Regions from separate parts of the Canis lupus genome. Here region 1 is linked to region 2. A link is a contact called in public Hi-C data. All regions are on one chromosome and are shown on one strand. Each heading gives the region's core, a stretch centred on a gene start, on an enhancer-like site or on the middle of the called end of the contact. The rest is flanking DNA. Distances are from core to core; before and after follow the strand shown. Region 1 holds the start of ETV5 (ETS translocation variant 5). Region 2 has its middle 23 kb from the start of TRA2B.

Region 1 (7,143 bases), core at 3,650-6,149, 110 kb after region 2:
TTATAAACTATGACTAAGAGACATGAATTTCTCTATGATGCAACTCTCAAGAGAGGGAGCATTTTCTCCAGGCCTCTCTTAAACCTGCTCACTCGCCAGTGACTAATGCTCTCTAGAGCTGCCCTGTGCTGCTCACATTTCATCAGCCGGCTTTGTCCTTGATAGCTCTGCCTGGACCATAAAAGCTCCCAAACCTGTTGAGGACAGCCCGGAAAGATCAGTGCAAAGCTAACCATGCCCTTGCCAGCCTCGAGAGCCATCTTTTGAGTTTCCCCACTGCATTTATTATCTCAATGATAGGCGCACTTAATGACCATTTGAAGAAAAAGTTTTTACTCCTCTCTGAAAGATAAAGTCCTGACAACTATGCAAAACACAAGAGTAAATCAGGTCACACTGTGACCACCCAGTGTCAACCTAGAAGTAGACACAAAATTGACAACATGTTGGGTGAAGCCACAATTAACTGGAATCGTCCATTAACTATTTTCTGCACCTTTAAAAGAGAAAAAAGTGTCAGACTCATGATCTGCATCAAGGACTTAATTTATAAAACAAACAAACAAAACACTGTAAAATAATGTCTGGTTAGAGGATGTTAAGTCCAACATCTTACATATATAATGTAAACTGTTTTTATAATTTTGAGCTTGAAGCCTTGCAGTATTCTTAGGCAAAAAGAAATTTAGGATGAAATTATGTTCAGGAAATCTTACCTGCCATAGAATAAAAGCATTTTAGAAATAACTCCAATAAGGAATGAAACAAAAGTTTCGAGGGTTAACTTTGAATTATTAAAAGAAACGAAATGCACTCCATGTCCAAATAGGCTGGTGACGGCTGAAAAGAGTCTTCCAGACATGGATGTGCCCAGACCAAACATTTTCAGAACAAATGTGCCACCACCAGAAAGGTACTTACAGTTATCAGACTGGAAATCTGGGACAAACTGTTCATCATCAGGAACTTGTGCTGGAAAAGAGATTTTTATTTTAGACCTTTACGTTTTATTCAAGAGCACAGCAAAATGTTTGATATAGAAAATCGGACAGCCAAGAAACTTGCCTTCAGCTAACCAAGCCTCTTGAAGTTGACTGAGATCCTGAAACAACTCTGGAATTGAAAACAGAAGACACCAGAATGAGAACTCCTGTGCCCAGGAGGGCAGGGAGGACAAAGTCTCCGTGCTGCTCTCACAGGGACGCCATTTGAAGAAGCCACAGAGCAAAGGGAAAGCTTCACTACCTTCAGAATCATGGGCCAGATCTGTGTCCAAAAACTTTCTCTTTCTGTCAATCACAGGCCGCCCTCGACATTCCTCTGATCGAGATTTCTGCAAGAGGCCAAGAGACAGTGAAGGCTCAAGGGAAACACACAGGTCAAAAGGGAGCTGTGCCACTCAGCCAATAAGGAGACTAATATTCGAAGAGGGAGAACAAAACAAACCAAAGCCACATAAACTTACCCCTGGGACCATAAAAGGGACTTGCTGATCATAAAACCCATCCATGGTGCTTCCAACGCCTCGAATATCACTTTGAAAGGTTTCAGCATTGAGTAATTTCTGGGGGGAAAGGGGTCCTCCTGCAATATGAATTTGGGAGATTTTAACTGAGGGGTGGGGAAGAAGAGAAAGGAAGTAATTTTTACTGCTCTTTCTTTAGGGCCTGTGCAAAATCACTACCTTTTCCCGAAGTACTTAAAGCCCACTCAGGGTGTAAGCTTTACAGGCTAAAGGTGTGCTTGATTAAGGGCATCAAAAGTTCCTAGTGTACTTAGTGTCAAATCCATTTACCAGCTATGCTTCCCTCTCTTTCTTATCATAAACATCCTAAATTTGCTACTATCTGTTCCCTATAAAAACAAAAAACAAAGCCCCTTATTTTCATTATAAGAGGATGATTTCAAGATTCTCTCCAATACAAGATTCTCCAGGGCATTTGTAAAGTTAGGTCTTTCTTTTTTTCTTTCAAGAGATAATTTAATTTTTGACAGTACAGTGACAGGAAGTAGAGAAAATGGGTTTAAGCATTCCAAATTATTGGCAATTAAGAAACTGACATACATAGTGTTTCTAAAAGTGGTTTGTAGGTCAGTGGTAAGATACTATATATAGTTCCAGGAATATATCGATCAGAGATATACTTATTTTCACACAACACTCTTTTAAAACCTAATTCTTCTGTCCAAACAGATGTAGTGTCTGTAAAGTCACAAACATTCCTATGGCAACCTAACAGAGATATCTGTGATATCAACTTCTAAAATAAATAAAATAGCTGTGAAAAGTAATGGATCAAGGAAACCAAATTCCACCACACTTATTTTAAATGTATCCCTACCACAGACCTTAAAAGCATTAAAAGCAAAAGATTTTTTTTTTTTTTTTTTTGCTGTAAAGAAAATTCAGTTTGTTTCTTATAGTGAAGCCAATTTCCCCCCAAACTTGCCAAAAGATAAAATTAAACTTGTTTAGGCACTGTCAAGTCTTGGGGCTGGGAAGATAGGTTGAGGGTCAAAATGGAAAGGAGGGGACTTTTTCTAATTCGGGAGGAATAAAGTAACAATTTTAGGAAGGTACTACCATCTTCCCGAACCCTTTGTTTCATTCTCCAAATAGAAATGCAGTGAAATCAGCAGAATAGAGAAAACAGTAATTTCATTTACCCCAGCTCTAAACAGAGCAAAATGCCTAAGGATAATGCTTTTGTTTACCTCCTATACAAATTTTAAATAGGGAACTTCTTCTCAGTGGGCAATTCCGTGCAGCTTGTTTTGCATTTTGTGGATAATATTAAATTTTCTGAAGTAAGGAGGATACAAGAGAACCCTTCACGGCCAACCTCCTCTCAGCACTCTGGCCCAAGGAGTCAGGAATTTTCAAAGTCAAAGAGAAAGGGGGCGAGAAGTAAACTGCACAGTCCATAATTTCCTAGAAAAACACTCCGGCTAGCTTGCCTGCAAGCCTTCCAAACAGCGCTGAACTCCGAATAAAGCCTCCTTCTCAAATGCCACCAACCCCGTCTACACAACCTGAGAAGCATCCGCAGTGAGTGGAGGGACACGAAAATGCGTCCTCTCTAACCTTCCCCATCTGTCAGATTAAATCGTGACCTCAGAAATTCCGTCAGTGTCTAGGAGGGAAGGGGAGCACCGCGAAGGGCTCGGCGGGAGACCTATTTCAGAGCCTCACGATGAACTATGTTGCGACACGCTTCACCACGAGGAAAAAAAAAAATACCTTTTTAAAAATGAAAGACAGAAGCTTTGCCATCAGCGAACCCGAAAGAGGCATCGAGGATTTTTTTAAAGCAAGCTCTCAGAGTTCAAGGGCTAGGAAAATCTTGTTCAAAGTATAGGGTTGGTTGCTTTTTTTTTTTTTTTTAAGCCTAAGGGAGTTTAAGCCACTTCCTTTGTGGTCCCCCCTTCCCGGTGCCCCCAGGAAAACTTTCACGCGGCGCAGCGGCGCGATCGAGGCCCCTCCCCCGCGGCGCGCAGCGGGCCTGGTTTTATGAATGGGAGAGCGAGCCGCGGCCGCCGCAGCAGGTAAAGGCTGTAACTGGATCCCTCGCGCTGGGCCCCATTCACAAAACAAGACACGCTTCCACCCAATTCCCAGCCTTCCCCATTCATGAAAACTCCTTCAGATGCGCCCCCGCCCCCACACCCAACGCACGCCCAGCCTCCGACGCAGGCCCCTCACCCCAGCGATTTCGGAAGAAAGCTCAATGCTTCATTCACAAAAAAGGGAAAGGAGGAAAAAAAAAAAAAAAAAAAAAAAAGCTGCAGGGAGCCGCGAGCCAACGAAAGAAACCCGCTTCATTCATAAAGTCATCCACATTCATAAAACCGAGCCGCGGCGCCCGGCGCTATCAACCGCCCCCAAAGCCCCGCGCCCCCCAAACCTCCAAACATCTCTCCTTGGCACCCCTCCTCAACCGGGAGTTCGGTTCCCTCCGGGGGTCTCCTCTCCTCTGCAAATGCAGACAGATCCCTAACCCAGCGAGAAGCATCTATCCATCCCCCCCCCCCCGCACCCGTTTTCTCCTCCACTATCCCCAGGCCGCTGCTCTGATGCTCCCCGATTTCTCGAGAACCGCGATGCAGCCTGACGCCCTCGGGCTGCTGGGGGTGGGAGTTGGGGGACTGAGTGTCCACTTGCCACAATCTGAAACTTGCAAGGCCTGCGTAAGTTCCTGGCCAAGCCCCAACCCCTCAGGCTGCACATGCCTGTGTCACTTAACCCCTCCTGGTGCTTTGGGGGGCATCACCTCTCAAATATTTCCCTTCAAGCTGCTTCCCGCCCCCTCCTCCCCACTGCAAAGCTCCGCCGGGCGTCTCTTCTCGCGAGCCTCCAAGTCTCCTCCGGGCTCTCAGACCTCCGGAGATTGCAAAGCCCCGCAACTCCGAGCCCCCCCATCTCCACCCGAGAGCCCCCGCACCCCGCGCCCGGGCGCGCCTCCCCGCGACGTGCGGAAACCCGCTCTTGGAGCGCTCCCGAACCGTTAGCCACCCCCACCCTACGCCTCCCACGAACCGAACCGGGCCGGGCCGGGCTGGGCCACGGGAGAGGATGGGGCGGCCGGCCCGGGGAGGGGGGGGGGCGCTCAGTCCAGATAGAAAGTGCACCCGGACTTTGAGGATTCTGAATCAGCCAGTGAACTCTCGCCAGCTGGGCCCTTCGGTCCCGTCCCTGGACACCCCCTCCGAGGCCCCCCTGCCTCCTCGACGCCCCCTCACCTGAGGCAGCCGCTCTCCTCCCGTTGCAGCGGCCCCGGGGCGCAGGCGCGCTCACGCACGCGCGCACCGGGCCTGGGCGCCTGGGCGAATGGCTGGGCCGAACCGCTCCGGGGACGCTGAACCGCTCCGCGCACCAGCGGCTGGACTCTGCGCCGCAGCTGCCAACCAGGCTGGAGCGCTGGCCCGGCCCCCCGGGGCCTGCTGCTCCGCCCGCCGCCATTGGCCGGCGGGCCTAGCTCAGTCTGGTTCTCATTGGCCGGAGGCCGCTCCTGCGCCTGTCCATCACGCCTTGTTTACCCTGTCTGCGGGCAAATCCAGCCAAGCCGCCCCACCAACTCCAGCCCCCATTGGTCAACACCGCGCCCCTCCCCGCCCCCTCAGGGGTCTGTTTTACATAATTTATGCACCGGGGGCCTTCGGCCAATCAGCACAGGCTTGTTTATATAATGAATGTAAGGACGTTTTTCATTCATAAAAAACGCGACCTGAGGGGGAAGCTTAGCTGAGTCAGTGAAGCACTTAAAGGGGCCGAAGCCGCGAAGTGTCGCGTTTACTTCCCTCCTCGCAGCTCTCCCAACTTTCGCCGAGGCAAGGCTCTTCCCCCGTCCCCACTCACCCCTACTTCTCCCCCCCACCCCCTCACCCCCCGCCCGGGTAACGCCACCGCCTGGATGGGCCGCTGGGCGCCAGACGTTCGCAGCTGCAGCACCAAGCAAAGTTATCATTTTAGAATTCAGGCGAGAGGAATTCGTCATTCCACCCAGAAAGAAACTCGCTGACCGACCTGGGCGTTTGGCCCACAGAAACACAGAAAACGGAAACCGAGCCCTCTAATCTTAGTTACCTTTAAGAGAGGCCTTAATTTCCTTTAACCAGGTTTCCAGTGGGGAAGAATAAGCAGGATCTCCCTTTAAAATCTGAGCTCTCAGATTCCAGTTACAATTTTATCCTGGCAGAGCCTAAGGCCCAAGCAAATTCCGTTTTCTCCCCCTGTTTAATTGCATTTTACAACCTCCGCCAGGGTGGGTTCTTGGCCCGAGAAGAGCTGAGAGAGGGGTCGGAGCTCAAAGAAATCCTCTGCGGGGATGGCACCAACCAACCAGTCGACCGACCTAGAAACGTAAATCCCTCCGAAACGGGCCTGCAGCGTTAGACCGCCTGCCTCCCTTCCGGGACTGCTTGTTTTCCATTTAAGCGTTGAATGCAAGATGGTGCATTTGCGAGTTAGATCCCGTGCAGCTGGGAACGGCGAGAAGCTACTCTGCCTGCCAAACGATCGGGCACTAACTGCAATTGCTGAGATTCTTAACAGGGTGTTCCAGGAAACAAATAAATAAGCAATCCTCTCCCCCCTCTGCCCCCTCTACCCCCTTCTGTGAAGGCTGGGCAGCTCTCTGCGCTCCCCCAGGATGCTGGGGTGCCCTGCCATTCCCCCCATGTGCCAGTGGTAGGGAGGAAAGACGCCAAATGCTAGGAGAGAACCCCAGTGAAGGGCGGTCCCAGGGTAGCCAACTGTAGGACTGCCACCACCTCTGCCATGGGGAATGCAGTGTGGATTTTTAGAAAAAAAAAATTTTTTTTAAAAAAAAGATTCTACTTATTCAAGAGAGACAGAGAGGGAGACAGAAGGAGAGGCGGACTCCCCGCAGAGCAGAGAGCCTGATGCAGGACTGGATCCCAGGACCCTGGGATCTGGCCCCTGAGCTGAAAGCAGCTGCCCACCCGCTGAGCCACCCAGGTGCCTCTCATCCCTGTATCTTAAAGAAAGAAGCCTCTTGATTTGTCATTTATAGCCTAAGAAATGCTGGGGTTCACCAAAGGAATGTGGAGTACTCTGGTTGAGTCCAGGACCCAGCAGTGGTCAGGTGTGAGTTATTGGCTTTGGAGAGATTGGGGTGAGCATGAGTTGATGGTGGGGGAAGGTGCTCTGAACTTTCAACAGCAGTTCCATGATACTTAATTTCCTAGTCGAGCATTTTGCTTCTGACCCCAGCTCAAGGACAGTTTTTCCCTTAGTGCCTCTCTTCATTCCCCAGGTAGTGCTATTTCTGTCTGGTACCCTAGTCCTGCTGTGTTTCCACTTGGTTGCTACCAGCCCTGAGGGCTTTTTCTCTCCAGCTAGACTCCCTGCCCAGGTTAGCTCCCCACCCACTTCCTCCCTCAGGGCGGCAGGCCCCAGAGTCTATATGTGGGAGACATAGCATGTGCCTCTGTTGCTCAGCAAACCACCAGGAAATATCACTGGAATCTCAAATGGTGGACAGAACTGGCTGACGTCACAGGGAAGCAGATTTTAGCTTAATATAGCATTAGGTAGGACTTGGGGTTATTTGGAGTGGCCCAGTGAGGGAATGTTCCCACCGGTAATGGGTGTCCTACCATAGGATGCCTTTATGCAGAAAG
Region 2 (6,840 bases), core at 1,557-4,056:
AAGATAAAATGCGGTATTTAGTCCCTGGCTGCTAAGCCTGAAGTCACTTGTAGACTGGAATGACACTCTGAGGCCATGATTCTTGTCTTAGCCTGTTGCCTTCTAGCTGTGAGGCACTGGGTGAGTCAATAGACTTACTCAGATTCTTCATTTTAAAAAAGGAGCATGCTGGGGTTAGGTCATGTCTACACTGGGTTCTGCCCTGGGATTCTGGGAATCTATGAGAGGCCATATCACTCTGTAGGCAAGACACAGGTTTTGGAGTGACAGATGAGGGTTTGAGCCGACTTCTGCTGCTTGCTGGCTGAGTCACCTCAGGCAAGTCCCTGATGTTCCTATGTCTATTTGCCAGTCCCTTATTGAGGAACCAAAAATAAACAGTTCAAAACAGTTAATGCTCTGCCCTCGTGAAGCTCATATTCTGGTAGAGGAGACAGATAATGAAAATAGTAGAGAAGTAAAATATATTGTGTGTTAGAAGGTGATAGTGCTATGGAAAACCAGGGCTGGGTGAGTATATGTGGAGAGAGAGTGGGAAGGGGAGGATGTGAGATTTAAGTGAGACAACTGGTAGGCTTCCTGGAGGAAGTGACATCTGAGCACCTTCTGATGGGGGTAAATAATGAGTTTTGTGAATATTCAGGGCAAGAGGCTTTTGGGCAAAGAGAACAGCCAATGTGGCTGGAACAGAGCAAGTGTCAGGGGAAAGTGGGAGGTGAGGCCAGAGCTAATAGAAGATCTGGTCCTGTAAGCCATGGGTTTTTCTTCTGAGAGACACAAAGAGCCATTAGAGGTATGGGCAGATAGGACACGAACGGACTTCAGTTTTTACAGAATCATTGTGACTTCTGTGTTGAAAAGAGACCATGAAAAGGCAAGAGTGGAAACAAGGAGACCAAATTGGCAATAATTCAAATCCAAGAGGACGGTGGCTTGCACCAGGGTGGTAGCAGTGAAGATGGCAAGGGCAGTCTGGCACACAGTAAGTATGTACCAGCCACTTGTTAGTGGTATCTTTTTATTTTTTATTTATTTTTTATTTTTTATTTTTTTTACTTGTTAGTGGTATCTTTGAGGAGTTTCTAGCAAAGGTGAGGTAAAAAGGTTAATGCACGTGAAGTCACAGTGATCAATACAAAACAGAAGGCCATAGATGGTCACATGATCTGTGCTATAGGTGACCAAAGAAGGGTAGGAGAAGGCTTCACGGAGAAGAAAGAGGCCTTGAGGTGGTCCTTGACGATGGCGTCTGGGTGGAGGGAGTGATATAGCCAGTCTGTCTAAATTCTAGAATCAACGTCAGTGAACCAGAGGCTCTTTGGGGAAGTAAGCAAATCCTGGCTCTCCCCTAAGCTATCTGTGGAATCTTGGCAAGACATGTAACCTCTCCAGCCTCAGTCGATTCATATGTTTAAAAAGGTTATCACATCCCTCTCTCCTGGGACTGTTGCAGAGATGAAATGAGGGACACACAGGAGCTGCCTGGCACCGTGTCTGGAACTCCATAAGCCCCCAGTAACGATCAGGCTGGAGTGGCTTGGAGCAGAGTGTGGCTAGCACAGATGTCTCACAGAAAGGCCAGGGGAAGTGATGACAATGAGCACCGTCAGCCATTTCTCCGAGGAAGGGGAAAGAGAACAGGGTTTCTGAGAAGGAAGTGGTGTTTGTGTGTCCCTCACACTGAGTCCATCAGAGCTGATGGAGGGCCCATGCCATCTCTCATCTGGCAGGCACGAACTACTATGCTCTTTGCCTCTCTTAGCTGCGGTTCTCCCAGCCGTGAAGTGAGATGTTGTTTAGATGATTTCTGAGGTTCTATCCAGCACTAACATCTCTTCAGAGCAGGGGGTCTCTTCTTCCTTACAGAGTTCCAAGCCTGCTTTTGCAAATAATGATTTATTGGAACACAGGCACACCATTGTTTACGTGTTGCCTGCGGCTGTGCTCATGATTCAATGACAGAGTTGCATAGTTAGAGACCATATGGCCCACAAAGCCTAAAATATTTATATCTAGCCCTTTAAGGAAAAGCTTGTTGATCCCTGTGGTACAAGATTTCCTAGAGTTGGGGATAGAAGGTTGGTTTTTGTTCTTATCTGCAACTCTTGGCCCAAGTGAGTCTTGAGGGGGTTTCTAGATTCCCAATTCTGCCTCAGGTACTGGACCAAAGGGATCTATCTATCTATCTATCTTTCTTTCTTTCCTTCCTTTTTTTTTTTTTTTTGAAGAAGGGAGCTATTGTAGCTGTCAACCCAGCCAAGATAGCACATTTGGAAATCTCACTATAAAACCACACACAATTTCATGGAGAAAATATGGGACTCCCAAACCCAAGACAAAAAAAAAAAAAAAAAAAAAAAAAAAATGGAATTCTGAGAAGATCTGCCAAGTCACTTGTACCTGGGTACAAATTTACTTCTCTGTGACTGACCTCTCTCCCAAGGCACTTGAATCTGGGTATTTATTTATTTATTTATTTATGATTTACTTATTCATTTTTGAATCTGGGTTTTATATTCAATTTGTGTCGTGGAGTTTGAATTCTGTAAGGAAGAAGGGGAGAAAAGTGAAGGAGTGTGAGCACGTGGTGAGAGTGTGTGTGTGTGTGTGTGTGTGTGTGTGTGTGTTCATTCTCAGAGGACGGAGCAGGCCTGTCCTTTGGAAGGTCCTGAGGATGGCTCAGGCCTCCCAAGCATATACCTGGTCCCTGACTGTTCCTGGTACATCACGTTGTTTCACAACGCGGCGGAAACTTCTCTGGCACCAAAGTTCGAGGCCACACGAGGCGAGGCCGGGAGTTCTACAGGGGGTTGCGGCTGGCGTCTGGTAACTCGCAGGACTTGACGTGGGGCAGCGCTTGGGCGCCACGCCGCCCTGGGGAGGGATGCGTGTGGCCACGAGGTGGCGCTCCAGCCCTGGGAGTCTGACTGCCCAGCGCGGTCAGGAGGCTGCCGGCTTGGTTACCGCAGGGAACGCAGGCCTCAGAGCCAGCTCTCCCATCAGCTGACACTGGCTGACACTGTCTAATCCCAAAAGGAACCCGGTTCTCTCAGAAATTGAGACACAACAGAACAAGCTTCTTTCCTCCAAAAATCTGCAGAGAAGAATGTCTTTCTTGCCTGAGGGATATTAGCAATCAAAATTAAAGGATGAGGGAGCGACCCAAGGAGACAGGAGGTCATCTTTCATGCTTCTTGTACAGTGTTCTGTTTCCAAACTCACTAAAATTTTAATTTTCTTTTTCTGTTTTCAAAGATAACCATGCTTAGTGCGGACAACTCGGAAAATAGAGAAAATTATTTAAAAAAAAAAAGAAAAGAAAAATCACATAATTTGATTTATCAGCAATAGCAACTGTTAAGATGTGGCACATTTTCTTCCAGTCTTTTCCCAGTGTATTTATGTCATAAAATTAAAATAACATTAAAATAACAAAATGTACCATTTTGCATCTGGCTTTTTCACTGGATATTACATTAGGAGCATTTTTCTATTCTGTTAAACTTCTCCAAAAACATTAATTTTAACAGCAGCATAATATTCTTACAGAAAAGCGTATCAACATTTATTTTACCATTCCTTGGTTTTTGGACATGTGATTTGTTTTTGATTTTTCATTATTATAAATGGCTCAGGATGATCACTGTTTTGTATAAGTTCTTTGTGTCTGTCACATTTTTAAAAAAAGAGTTTATTTATTTATTCATGAGAGACACAGAGAGAGAGAGGCAGAGACACAGGCAGAGGGAGAAGCAGGCTCCATGCAGGGAGCCTGATGCGGGACTCGATCCCAGGTCTCCAGGATCAGGCCCTGGGCTGAAAGTAGGCACCAAACCGCTGAGCCACCTGGGATGCCCTCTGTCACAGTTTTTAAAGCCAAGTGGAATAACAAGGTTAGAGTTTATCTCTGGAGTCTAAAGACAGATCACAACAGATCCAATAGTTAGAAATGGTCTTTGCTGGGGCGCTTGGATGGCTCAGTCATTTAAACATCTGCCTTCAGCTCAGGTTATGATCCCAGGGTCCTGGGATGGAGCCCTACATTGGGCTATCTGCTCCGTGGAGAGCCTGCTTCTCCCTCACCCCCCCTGCTTGCGTTCTCTCTCTCTCTCTCTCTCAAATAAATGAATAAAATCTTTAAAAAACAAACAACAAAAAAAGAGTTTCCCTACTGATTCAGGCAGGGCAACTATTGGTCTAGTTGGTGTCAGAAGGGACTCAGGGTGTGGATTTTGTGGAAGGTGACAGAAGGTGGCTCAGTAGGTGTGTGACCAGCAGCATCTGTTTGGGCCTAGCCCTGGCAGGGCCTGGGATGGTCAAAATGCTCATTTCTAACCAAGGAGGGGAGTGATGATGGAAAGGACTTCAGCCAGAAGGGAAGGGTGGAGAGCCCAGTGCCATGGTGAGGGAGCCTGATGCTGCATGGAGGGCTCAATTGGGGGACTGCCTCGGAGGGCTGCCTGGTGAATGCCATGACCACATGTAGATGGAAGCTGGTCAGGTGAAGGGGGGGTACAGATTCATAGTACCTTATCCAAAACACATGGGGCTAGGAAACAATTCAGCTTTCAGGATCTTTCAGATTTTAGATAGGTTATGGTCTATGTGCATTATATAATATCACCAGCAAGGGCTGGGGCAGGAACCTGTAATCAACACATCAATATCTCTGCAGAAAAAGATCTGACTATTTCCACTACATGGGATCATTGAACACCATAAATAGCTTTACCTAAGTTCAGATCAGGTTTTGCCACCAAATTAGCTCAGAAAAGTCAGCGTACTGCCAAATTGCTTATAAAAAAATGTTGAGTTTCTTGGGTTTTAGAGTTAGGCTAAAGAATTGTGGACCTTTGTCATCACTAAGGGGAACAATTTCTTTTCAAACTATTTTAAATGTGGGCTACAGCATTCCCTGTCTTTTAACATGTTCTTAAAAGATCACCCCTGAAGCTTACAGGAAGCTGGGATTTCCTGCAGCAGAGGAAATGGCCAACATGTGTTGTGTCTCTCAGATGAAGCCAGACCGTGATGTCAGGCTTCCCCATCGATTAAACCCCAAAGTCTAAAGCTTCAGCCCTCTTAGAGAACCAGGGAGCCTTGAAGGGCATTTAAACTGTTCAGACAGGCCCTTGGCCACACAACCCTCTTCCTCCCTGATCCTGGTCTTCTTTATAGCACAGCCATCTACAGTTACAGGAGAGATATGTCAGACACAATCGCCGGAACACCAGAGGTGTCCCTGCAGTTCTCTTTACAGTAGGAACACTGCAGTGGTGATCTGACACAGTAATCTCACTCACACATAACTTTCCAGCTGGTGTTCAGGGTGGTACCCCCAACTGGTTAAGTGAGAAGCCCCAAACCTACTACCTTTTGTAGCTACATCCCCGCCCCTCAGCAGTCAAATTGTCTCATAAGGCTCTGGCCTGAGGAATTTGAAGCTTCTTCCCTAATAAGACGTGGGGACCATTCAGTGTTCTCTTGCATAAGTGATCCCGAACCTGGTTTTGAGACTCTCCTTACACAGCTCCAGTGTCTCCAAGTGCATTGTTACATGCTCAGTGAACTTTTCAGTAGTTTTAATTTCTTAAATTAAAAAAATCCTTGTAGAGGATTTTCTGGGGAACGTTGTGTTTAGTGGGCAAGCACGGGTGTTGGAAACCCTAAAATTCAGTTTGGCTTCCAGGATGGAAGTTCATTCTCTTATTCATTCATTAAAGCATTGATTGACTCAGCATTCAATTATTCATCTATTCATTCATTCATCCATCTTTCATTTATCCATTCCACAAGCTTTTTTTTTAGCACCAGAACTGATGGTACATTTGTGGACTTCTCTTCTGCGTGGTTGGGGTGGTCCACGTTCCAAAGGCTGCCGTAGCTCCTTTTCAGTTTATGACTGGGTTTGTGTCATGCCAAGGCAAGAGAGGCCATCTAAGCATTTAGCTAAAGTGAAGCCCAGAGGTTCTACAGTAGGTAAAGGCAAGGAGCTTGAGGCAAGGCTTGGTTGAAGGTAGGAAAGTGGAACAAGAAGATGATGGAAGGAACTCCATGGTATCTTTTTATATTTCTGGCTTAGCATTTCCTACACCATATTGTAATTATCTTATATACTAGTTTTCTCTTGGCTCTGAGAGACTTGCAACTCATCTTTGTCCTGGTATCTGGCACATATTAGGTGATCAGTAATTATTGATAGACTAAATAAGTACATAAAGGTAATTGATGATATCATTATAAGGAAAAGGAAATAAACACATGCATAGGTTGGAGAGTGCTAAGAACCAGCAACAGGTACTTTGTGGATGAGAGGTTGTCTACTTCTGGGAGAGGAGGCGAGGCAGGCAGTGGATAGTGCTGAGAGTAGCTGAGCTGGGATGGGATGGTGCTCCCTGTGTGAGAGGATATAGTGGCCCAGGATCTGACCCAGAGGAGAAGGAGCCAGGGCAGTGCCAAACAACAGCTGTTTTGTCTCTTAAGGCATCAAGTGGCAAGTGTTTATTGATGAATGGTGTTGAAGGTATTGCAATGAATGAATGATGTTGAAGGTATTGCAATGAATGAATGATGTTGAAGGTATTGCAATGAATGAATGATGTTGATATTATTGCAGACAATCTTGGTTGTTGGGGGGGAAGTCACAGTCACTGCATTTGAGGACTACTCTCCTTTTTCAGAGAGCACTTTCTTCATCTCCTGAGCAGTTAACTCAAGGCAGTTCATGCTCTCAACCCTGGGAAATGAGTCTGGATAGATCTCTAAAAAGGGAAAAGAAAAACAAAACCCTAAACTAAAAATAGGCAGTTTATTACTCATATGGGTGGGCGAGGCAGAAAA

The links. Hi-C and Micro-C count contacts between places; a contact is called where the count stands out from the background.
Region 1: a contact with region 2 is called in a Hi-C map of skin fibroblasts, with 2.6 times the contacts expected there. The contact joins the promoter of ETV5 here to the enhancer-like site in region 2. A contact is called at or near these places in 2 of 9 Hi-C or Micro-C datasets (amygdala and skin fibroblasts).

What each region holds. Positions count from the first base shown.
Region 1 is chr34:18,955,510-18,962,652 of UU_Cfam_GSD_1.0, forward strand. ETV5 (ETS translocation variant 5) reads right to left here and starts at 4,900. Exons shown (of 14, transcript XM_038583633.1): 1 at 4,741-4,900; 2 at 1,466-1,584; 3 at 1,246-1,333; 4 at 1,066-1,113; 5 at 922-972. The coding sequence starts at 1,510.
Region 2 is chr34:18,846,730-18,853,569 of UU_Cfam_GSD_1.0, forward strand. No RefSeq gene overlaps it. Among named protein-coding and RNA genes, the nearest start is that of TRA2B, 23 kb to the left of the region's middle. Within about 2 kb of position 2,807, at least 3 of the 20 cell types and tissues checked have an H3K27ac peak or open chromatin away from gene starts, as enhancers often do.